Linked DNA regions of Zea mays: region 1 is linked to region 2. A link is a contact called in public Hi-C data. All regions are on one chromosome and are shown on one strand. Each heading gives the region's core, a stretch centred on a gene start, on an enhancer-like site or on the middle of the called end of the contact. The rest is flanking DNA. Distances are from core to core; before and after follow the strand shown. Region 1 holds the start of LOC103653276 (peroxisome biogenesis protein 1). Region 2 holds the start of LOC100272355.

What was found. A called contact is a pair of places that touch in the nucleus more often than the background predicts.
Region 1: a contact with region 2 is called in a Hi-C map of ear, with 4 times the contacts expected there. The contact joins the promoter of LOC103653276 here to the promoter of LOC100272355 in region 2. A contact is called at or near these places in 8 of 25 Hi-C or Micro-C datasets (ear, endosperm, leaf and 2 more).

The regions. Positions count from the first base shown.
Region 1 is chr4:56,596,917-56,601,438 of Zm-B73-REFERENCE-NAM-5.0, forward strand. It overlaps LOC103653276 (peroxisome biogenesis protein 1), which reads left to right and starts at 1,796. Exons shown (of 16, transcript XM_008680215.4): 1 at 1,796-2,536; 2 at 3,006-3,179; 3 at 3,304-3,403; 4 at 4,281-4,522. The coding sequence starts at 2,324.
Region 2 is chr4:56,462,815-56,467,141 of Zm-B73-REFERENCE-NAM-5.0, forward strand. It overlaps LOC100272355, which reads right to left and starts at 1,804. Exons shown (of 4, transcript NM_001146838.1): 1 at 1,607-1,804; 2 at 864-1,137. The coding sequence starts at 1,615. It overlaps LOC103653273, which reads left to right and starts at 2,051. Exons shown (of 4, transcript XM_008680213.4): 1 at 2,051-2,373; 2 at 2,473-2,537; 3 at 2,628-3,153; 4 at 3,243-3,577. The coding sequence starts at 2,506. The coding sequence ends at 3,383.

The sequences.
Region 1 (4,522 bases), core at 546-3,045, 130 kb after region 2:
CTTTGCATTGCCCTCCGTATGAATTTCACCAATCAGCTACAATGAATAAAACAATATAAATATCAACGAAAGTTGTAAATAGCAATCAACTACAATGATAGAAGTTGATTTGGACAAGGAAAGGATACTTTACCAGGATTAGCATCAGCACGAAGTGCCGAGGATCGAGCCTCTAGTGATCCAAATAACTTCTCTTTTTTGCTAAATGTTCTTGTAAATTGATCAATTGCAATTGATGCTTCTATAGGTGAGTGTGCTAGCTTCTTGATTGCCAATGTTACAACCAATATAGCACTATGATGGGTGGCTAATTTTGATGTATAAAAAAAGTGCTTTTGGATCAAGTGCAGCCCCTACAATAGGCATCCACAAAAAACATGACAACTAGATAGAAATTTTAGAAATTCTAAACTATACTAGCAGCAAACATGAGGGTGCAAACATGAAATTGTAAACTATAAATTCTGCATTTTGTATTTGACCAGTTGCATCCACAGTTTTATGAAAGAACATGCAACCATTGCAACAAATCATAAAATTAATAATGCACATCATGGTTGGCCCTCTCCATGAATCACACATAATAGTGACCCCAAAGCGACCCCAACCTTCCTTGTATTGGTCCATGTGAGTCTGTAGGTCCTCATAGTTCATATTTAGTAATGGCCCATCTATATCTCTTCCCCTTGGAACAGCCACTCCTTCCCCAAGCTGTTGAGATAGTTTACCGCTGCTACAAAATATGGGCAGTTTGCTTTCCTTCCAGGAATACCATTGGCATGGAACCATTTCACCCAAGTTTTACCAAGTCTCTCTTTGTTACCCCCATGCAACATAACGTCTATCCTAGGCTATGTTGACATCTTACTGCATTGCAAATCTATATCACATATGTCCTGAGTCACACTTGAACTCCGATAGTATCTATCCATCCTACTCTACCTACGAGAGCCTGCAGCTAATGGTGGGGTGGTATTGCTTGTCCCAGTGCTACTTCTGCCTAAAGGTGGGCTATTGACAGATGTCCTTTGATCCAACAATGATTCCCTTAGTGTCCACGCCATCTGTCCAGCTTGATCCTTAGGTATTTATTCTCTTCTAGCATCACTATATGCTAGATCCATATCCACAAAGAGTTCATGCTCTTTAGAATCTGCCTCTTTTTCCCTCTTGCATAGACAAACCAGCTAGATGGCACCTTAGACGGGTCTTACCTCCACTCTCCTTAGCACACCCGCAATAAGCACACTTGAATCCCTGTTTCTTCCACTTCTCACCATGACTCCATGGGTCATCAATAGAACCTTGTAGTTGTTTGCAAGTTCCTAGTAATATAAAAATAAATGACGCAAAACAATAAACAAATTTATGTGGCATGAAATTAACAATGTAATTCATGCATGACTTTCCACTAGAGAACTAAAATTTCTACTTCCAGTTTGCATGTGAGAACTCAATAGTGCTAATCTAATGCTAGAAAGCCTTACCATCGGTAGTAACCAACCATTCACAGGCTGCACCCGATGACGATTCACCAATACATGGCTCTTTTCCCTTGCCCCGTACACTGCATCCTTCCATCACAATCAAAACTGCAAACAAGGCATTTCCATCACAACCAAAACTCAAACAAGGCATTTTCAATTGTGTAGCTAACTATATTATTAAAACAAGGCATTTCCAATTTTGCAGCACGAGGAGGAGCATGCGACATCGAGGACCTGGAGGTGAACCAATGGGCGTGTCCGCGGGACACAGTCACGCAGCAGAGGCAGCAAAGGAGCGGCAGCGGGATGCAGATGCAAGAGGGAGCGCACGGGGGGAGAGAGCGGCCGCGGGGAGGCGAGCGCGCACGACGGTGTGGGGGAGAGCAGAGGAGCGCAACCAGGGAGCAGCAGAGGGAGCACGCGAGCGTCGAGGGGTGAGCGCGCGAGCTGAGTGCACGACCGAGCAGAGGGAGCGTCGGGCCGCCGGCTGTCGGCAGAGGTGAGCGTGATTGCGCGAGTGATGACTGGAGCGCCGCCGCCAACAAATCAGGTGGGATGGGTGGATGGGAGGGAGAGTGAGTCACGATTTATGGTTTATGGGATTTGTGGGCTGTTTTAGAGCCCGTTTTAGCGCGGAGTCCGAAGCTCCAGCCGAAACGAAGAAAATTTCAGAAATTTCGGAATTTCGGTTCCAAAATTGCGAACCCTGAACTTAAACTTTTGTTTGACCAAATAGAGAGCATCATCAAGGAGAGAGAAGCGAGACTGCGAGAGCGCCGAGAGGCAGAAGGGCTGGGGCGCGGCCGCGCGGGGAGGCGTCAAGCAGTTTAGCAGCCATGAGCGGCGGCGGGCTGGAAGTGCAGGTTCACGTGGTGGGCGGCGCCCGGAGCTGCTTTGCCGCGCTCCCGCTTCACCTCATCCACGACTTGGAGCGCACCTCAGCCACCGGCGACCTCCCGCCCGTCCTCGCGCTCGAACTTCGCGGTCCCGCCGGCGCCCGCTGGTCCCTCGCCTGGTCCGGCGCCGCTTCCCGATCCAGCGCCATCGAGGTGAGCGGGCCCCAGCCACATGTCTCTGTAATTTTGTCACTTGGAGTCCCTGTCACCCTGTGCCCGGAAGTTTCCAGAATTATTCGTCAACCCTTGGTTGAATCGATGCTTGCTGTCGGAAATTTGGAATTGAGCTTGTCACTTGCTTGATACCATACCACGATGTCGTGTGGAGTGAATTTGGTCGTGGAGTGTCAGACAGAGTGATGCTGTGGTCTTCACAGTTGGCGTGAGAAATTGGAATTGTAACCTTGCAGGGATCAAAACCGTGAAGCTGTTTCATATTTCCTTGTCAGTTTTGTATTCCGTTCGATATCTCTGCATGTAGAAGTAGAACTTTGATGGCCTTCTTTTGTTTGTCCTCAGTTTGGTTACCTGAAACACCCTCATGTGGCCTGTGTGTGTACGTTATGCAGCAAAAGTGTACCAGACATTTGCAGTATTGTGATATCAATGGTCTGTCTTGCAGGTTGCACAAGAGTTGGCAGACTGCATCTCGCTGCCTGATGGAACTATAGCACAGTTGAGCGTAGCTCGTTCTCTGGCCAAAGCTGACTCGATCAGTATTGAACCCTACAGTGAGGATGACTGGGAGATACTGGAGAGCCGTGCTGATTTGGCTGAAGAAACAATCTTGAAGCAGGTGTTCTTTGTTTTCTCTTTTTTTTCAATATGTCTGTTATTCTTGCCTAGTGTAGTAATTCCAACCCGTTACATTTTTTAAAAAAAATGGTGCATAAATTTGATTATTATTATTTTGAAATCAGGTTGGCATCGTTTATGAGGGCATGAAATTCCCATTGTGGTTGGATGGACATAATATTGTGAAGTTTGTTGTCTTGTCATCTTTCCCTGAGAAGACAGTTGGTATATATATACACATATATATTTTGGCATCATTGTGCTAACTTATACAACTTGTGTTATCACCATTATTTTATGTTCTTTTCAATATCCTTTTACATATTATACCGCTCAAGGGTGATGTATTTGTTCATCTTTCTATATGACACTAAGTTTGCATGAATTCATTTTGAAATAGGTTACTGACACTTGTTAATAAGTAATTGTGCTGTAATCATGGTAGAAAGCAAATATTGTCTACTTGACCAAATACAGTAACTCGTTAGCTTCTGAGTTAAGCTTCCAGAAGACATTCTTGATTCACCTGTACAAATTTATTCTGTCCATTTTCCTGTCTACTTTGGAATTTGGCACTAGATGATCATGGATTCTACAATATCCTAAAACTAATAACCTATAGCACCTAACTTGGGGATACCCATCTACATCATAATTCATGCTGGGTGCCTAATGGAATTATTGTCTTTAATGTTTATATTAACTTCTGCCAAACATGTTATATAGCCTAACATATCTTACTAGTTTGTAGCAGCTACATTTTTCCAAAGTTAGATACATAGATATATATTTAAAAAGTCCAGGTTATTTACATCTTATCCCTTCTAATAAAATGTTTCAGAATTTAATGTATGAATATCAATTCTGATACATTTATATTGTCTGCTGAGTAGTACTATAAGTAATGTACACCTTATGAAGGAAGCTAAAGAATTTTTTTTTAAAAAAAAACTGTGGCATCGGATGAGTTGTTCCAGCATTCTATATAATAGTATGTAATGTTATTAATCACATAGTATGTAATCTGTTCAATATTGTTCCTTTTTTTTAATTTGTTAAGTTTATCTATTGCTTAGGATCCACTGTGTTTTTCTTTCTTTAGTTCAACTTGTACCAGGCACTGAAGTTGTTGTTGCACCTAAAAAACGAAAAGAGAAGCCTTCTCAGGATCTACAAAAGCAAAGTGCACTGAAAGAACAAGTCAAAATAAAGGCACTCCTGCGTGTTCAAGCAGCTGATAGGAAGTATGCACATACATTCAAATATGAAGGTGTCGAGATAGGTGTGGTTGTCAGCTATGCTGTGCTAATTCATCCTGATACAGCTGCAAGTATTTCAGTTGGC
Region 2 (4,327 bases), core at 554-3,053:
AGTCGACCTGTTTGTAGGCGGTCTGCCAGAACATATCAAGATAGACGTAGAACTCCGTGAGCCTCAGGACTTGCAGAAAGCCATGTATCTAGCTCGAGCATTCGAACATCGCTTGACCGCTACAACGCCAGGGGGCACGTCGCCGACCAGATCCTCAACTTCAGACGCCTCCTCAGCACAGTCGAGGCCCTTCTGCCGGCTAACCCCGGCTGAACAACAAGAGCGCAAGCGTCAAGGACTCTGCTACAACTGCGACGAACCATATGTCCGCAACCACGTCTGTCAACGCCTCTTCTACTTGGAGTTGTCCGACTTCATTGACGATGACATCCCGGCCAATGTCTCTGCTTCAACAGGTCCTCATGACCACGACGTTGTGGCAGGGACTAATTTGGGTGGATGAATTTTCGACGCCTCTACCCCAACATTCAGCTCGAGGACGAGCTATTTTTGGAGGCCGGGAGAGATGATATGACCGGCATCCCATACAGTCGTTTGTTAGTTTGCTTAGGTTGTAAGATCTGATAGAGTTTGTTAGATCGGATAGAGTTTGTAAGTCTTGGATAGAGTTTGAGGCTGCTGTCTCAGCCACATATAGCCCTTTTGGCTAAGGAATAAACCAAGAAGGCAAGTATCTTGCTCGTGCTTCCCCTCAACGCATCTACTATTTGACCTTGTACTGTTCACCCGCGACACTGTTTGTCGGTGGGTACTGTTCATCGCGTGAACAATACCACGCCCTGCCAACAGGACTAAAGCCTGGGATGACGGTGCCCAAGCGTCGGGGTCCTGGTACTAGATCTAAAACCTACCCCACGTACTTCCTCCGTAAGCCTAATCCTACCAATTACACAATAAGTTACCTGACCCAACATCGAGAGCTCGCATTCCAGGCTGAAGATTCTTCTCCAGTAGCTCCAGGCAAGCCGCATGCATGTGTGGTGCTGATATGGTGGCATTGTACCCAATCGGCATGGGGCTATCGTGGTATGGCGAGCCCCCAGGTGGCACGAACAACCCCCTGTCGATGGCCTCCATCACCTCCGCGACTTTGGTCGACCTGATGACCCCGTACCTCTGCAGCTGCTCAACCATGGACTTGTTCTTGTCGCTGGCCCCGCTGGACCACAGCCCATGCTGCATCAGTAGTAGTAGCAGGAGGAACGAAATCAAATTGGCCCTCTTGTGCATTCTCAACACAAGAAATGGGGCGAACAAGATAGACTCTATGGTTGACAAGTGAACCGAAATCTGAACATCATGCATATCAGACTCGTAAATATGTGGAGTGTAATCTAGTATGTCGAACAAGTTGTAATAGATATGCAGAGGCAGACAATTTTGTCCAAGTTGGTTCCGGTTGGCAGAGGTTGGGAATGGCAGCGAACGCCGAATACATCTACACAGGCATCTTCCCGAAATAGAAATACCGTCACCAAGGTCGGGTTAGTGCTTATCGGTGGCAGGATGTAACCAAACAGGGAAATCCTTACACAATCCGGAAAGCATGGCAGACGATTCGAATCGATTGAGCAAAACTTACGGATTGAGTGCGGGTGCGGGAGCGGGAGCGGGAGGAGAAGCAAGAGAGGATGGAGCGGAGTACCTCCTCCATGGTGATGATGACGGGGCTGGATAGACGACGCCTAGATTCTTCACTGGGGTTAGGGGTGAGACGCGGGGCCACTTGCGGCCGGCAGTTGAAGGTGGCTGGAGACTGGAAGAATCGGCCGGGGAGGAGACGGAAGGAGAGGTTCGAGATGGTGGAAGGAGAGGATTCGAGATGGCGCAGCGCAGCTGCGCAGGTGGGGAGTGGGGACGAGGACGACGAACCGAAGAGAAATTTGGAACTGGACCATTATGAAACGTGGGCTTCACTGGATTGCCATCAAGTGAATTGGTTTCGCCTAGGTGCCATTATAAACAACCGCATATACTGGATTGCCATCAAGTGAATTGGTTTCGCCTAGGTGCCATTATAAACAACCGCATATACGCTAGAATGCCTTTTGGTTGTTTACCAAAACCTGAAATGGTTTTAATTTAATTAGAGAAGGCGACTTGACTCTTTTGCCCCTCATCATCTCTTTCACATTCACGGGAGATTTTTCACGGTCTTCTTTCTTTCACCGTGGCCAACAGGCCAAGCTCCTCACGGGTCCTCACCCGCCGCCATGCTCCTCACCTGAGGTCTCCTCATCCACGCCCAGGCTCCTCACCGCGCCCACGCCAGCAGGGGGCTTGCGCCAGCAGCCAGCGCTCTCCGGTCCCCACACCACCGACTGCAGCCGGTGGTTGTTCGATTGCCGCCCCGAAGCTCTCCACCATCGCCGCCGTCGACGCCCTCCACGTTGGCTGCTCCTCCTACAACAGGTGTAAGAGAACGGGGTTTGCATTTTTGATTTGATGTTTGATTGCCAGCATGCCTACAAAATAATCAGTACATTCTGTTTCCTAAAATCCAAACCCTAGGTTACATAAGAAAAGGAAAAAGGTAGTTATCGGATGGAGTCCATCTCAATTGATGATTTCCATGGGTATGCTCTGCTATCACTTTGTTGTTAGTTGACGAGTAGGAAGCACAGTAGCAGTGCAATTTCGCTAACCGCTAACCTATTTATTTCCAGCATTGATGATGAGTCTTTAGCAATAGTAGAAGCTCATGTTCGACATGATCAGCCACTAGCTGCTATTGACTGGGACACACTACATATTTTTGATAGTACAGATGAAGAAGGAAGGATAGAAATAGTTGATGATAACCAAATGTATGTGCTATTGGGGCTAAGAGATGAGGATGAGGCTGCTGATAAGGGTAGTGAAACTTTCGAGCAGGCAGACAATGCACATGCAGCTAGTGGCAATGACACCTTTGTTGACAATGACACTCTTGGTGCAGCCATCCTTGTTAATGATGACATACCAGGGGAGAGGGTGGTGGTGCATGATCCGGATAATCCTTGTATGGATATTGGAACTGTGTACCCAAGCATGCGTGAATTTAGGTTGGCTATGAGACAGTTTGCTATAAATGAAGAGTTTGAGCTGCAAATCGTGAAAACTGACCCGAGTCGATTTATTGGTGATTGCAAAGGGGAGGATTGCCCGTGGCATATCGTGGGCCGTAGGCAACCCGATGGGAAGACTGTTATGGTATTTATAATTGGTGGCCTTTGATTTTTGTATGTAACATTGTCCTTCATTTATATGGTTACTAATTGATTTTTTTGTTTGTGTTGTAGGTGACAGTGTTACTTGATGAACACAATTGTACCTCCAGCGCTAGAAGAAAGACCACTACACCTACTAGTGCATGTGTGGCATCAAAGGCTATTCATCTGTTAAAGAATTCAGCCATGGGAACTAAAGATGCTGATATGTGAAATCAGCTAGTATTTATTAGTAGCATGTATCTGAGATGTGAACTGAACCACTATTAGTAGCATGTATCTGAGATGTGAACTCGACCACTATTAGTAGCATGTATCTGAGATGTGAACTCAACCACTATTATGTATCTAAGAAAGTTTGAGATGGCTACTTGCCTTTTCTCATATGGAGAGCCATGTCTATCTGATGTGAGGTTTGTGTGAAAAATTCTCATCTGAAGCTTGTGTGTAAATCTGATGTGATGCTTTATTATGGTGAGTCTAACTGATGTATCTGATGCTTGTGTGAAAATTCTAATGTGATTCTCATGTATCAAGTCTGTATAAGGTTTGCTGCTACAGACCATTGTAAGGTTAGTGGTGCTGTTGTAATTATTGTGAGGTATTTGTGTTGTAATCTTATTGCAAGGTACTAGTGCAGGTATCAAGTCTGTAATTATTGCTTGCTTTTTCTCATATGCAGAACGTGGGTGTAGTTCTGCTCTTCTCCAATGCAGGTTCTGCTCTTCTCCAAGTCGCGTGGGGGCTGCAGACCGTGGGCGTGGGTGTGGGTGCAGGCGCGGGTAAATCGACAGGGGTAAAACAGTCAGATCAGCTGCTACTTTTAAATTAAAGCTGATCCAGTTCTTATTAAACAGCCAGAAGGCATTCTAGCGGGTATGTAGTTGTTCATAATGGCACCTACGCGAAACCAATTCACTTGATGGCAATCCAGTGAAGCCCACGTTTCATAATGGTCCAGTTCCAAATTTCACACGAACCGAACCGGATGCCGATCCTCAGCACTTGGCAGAAGCCACCGGAATGGGATTCAGATCACCTGACACTAGACGACTCAGAGAGCAGTCGGCTCATCCTCACCGTACGTGTAAATCCAACGATGGCACACAGCTGGCTCGTCTCACAGGCCATAGAGTGGGCTTGCGTGCGCTCCTGGC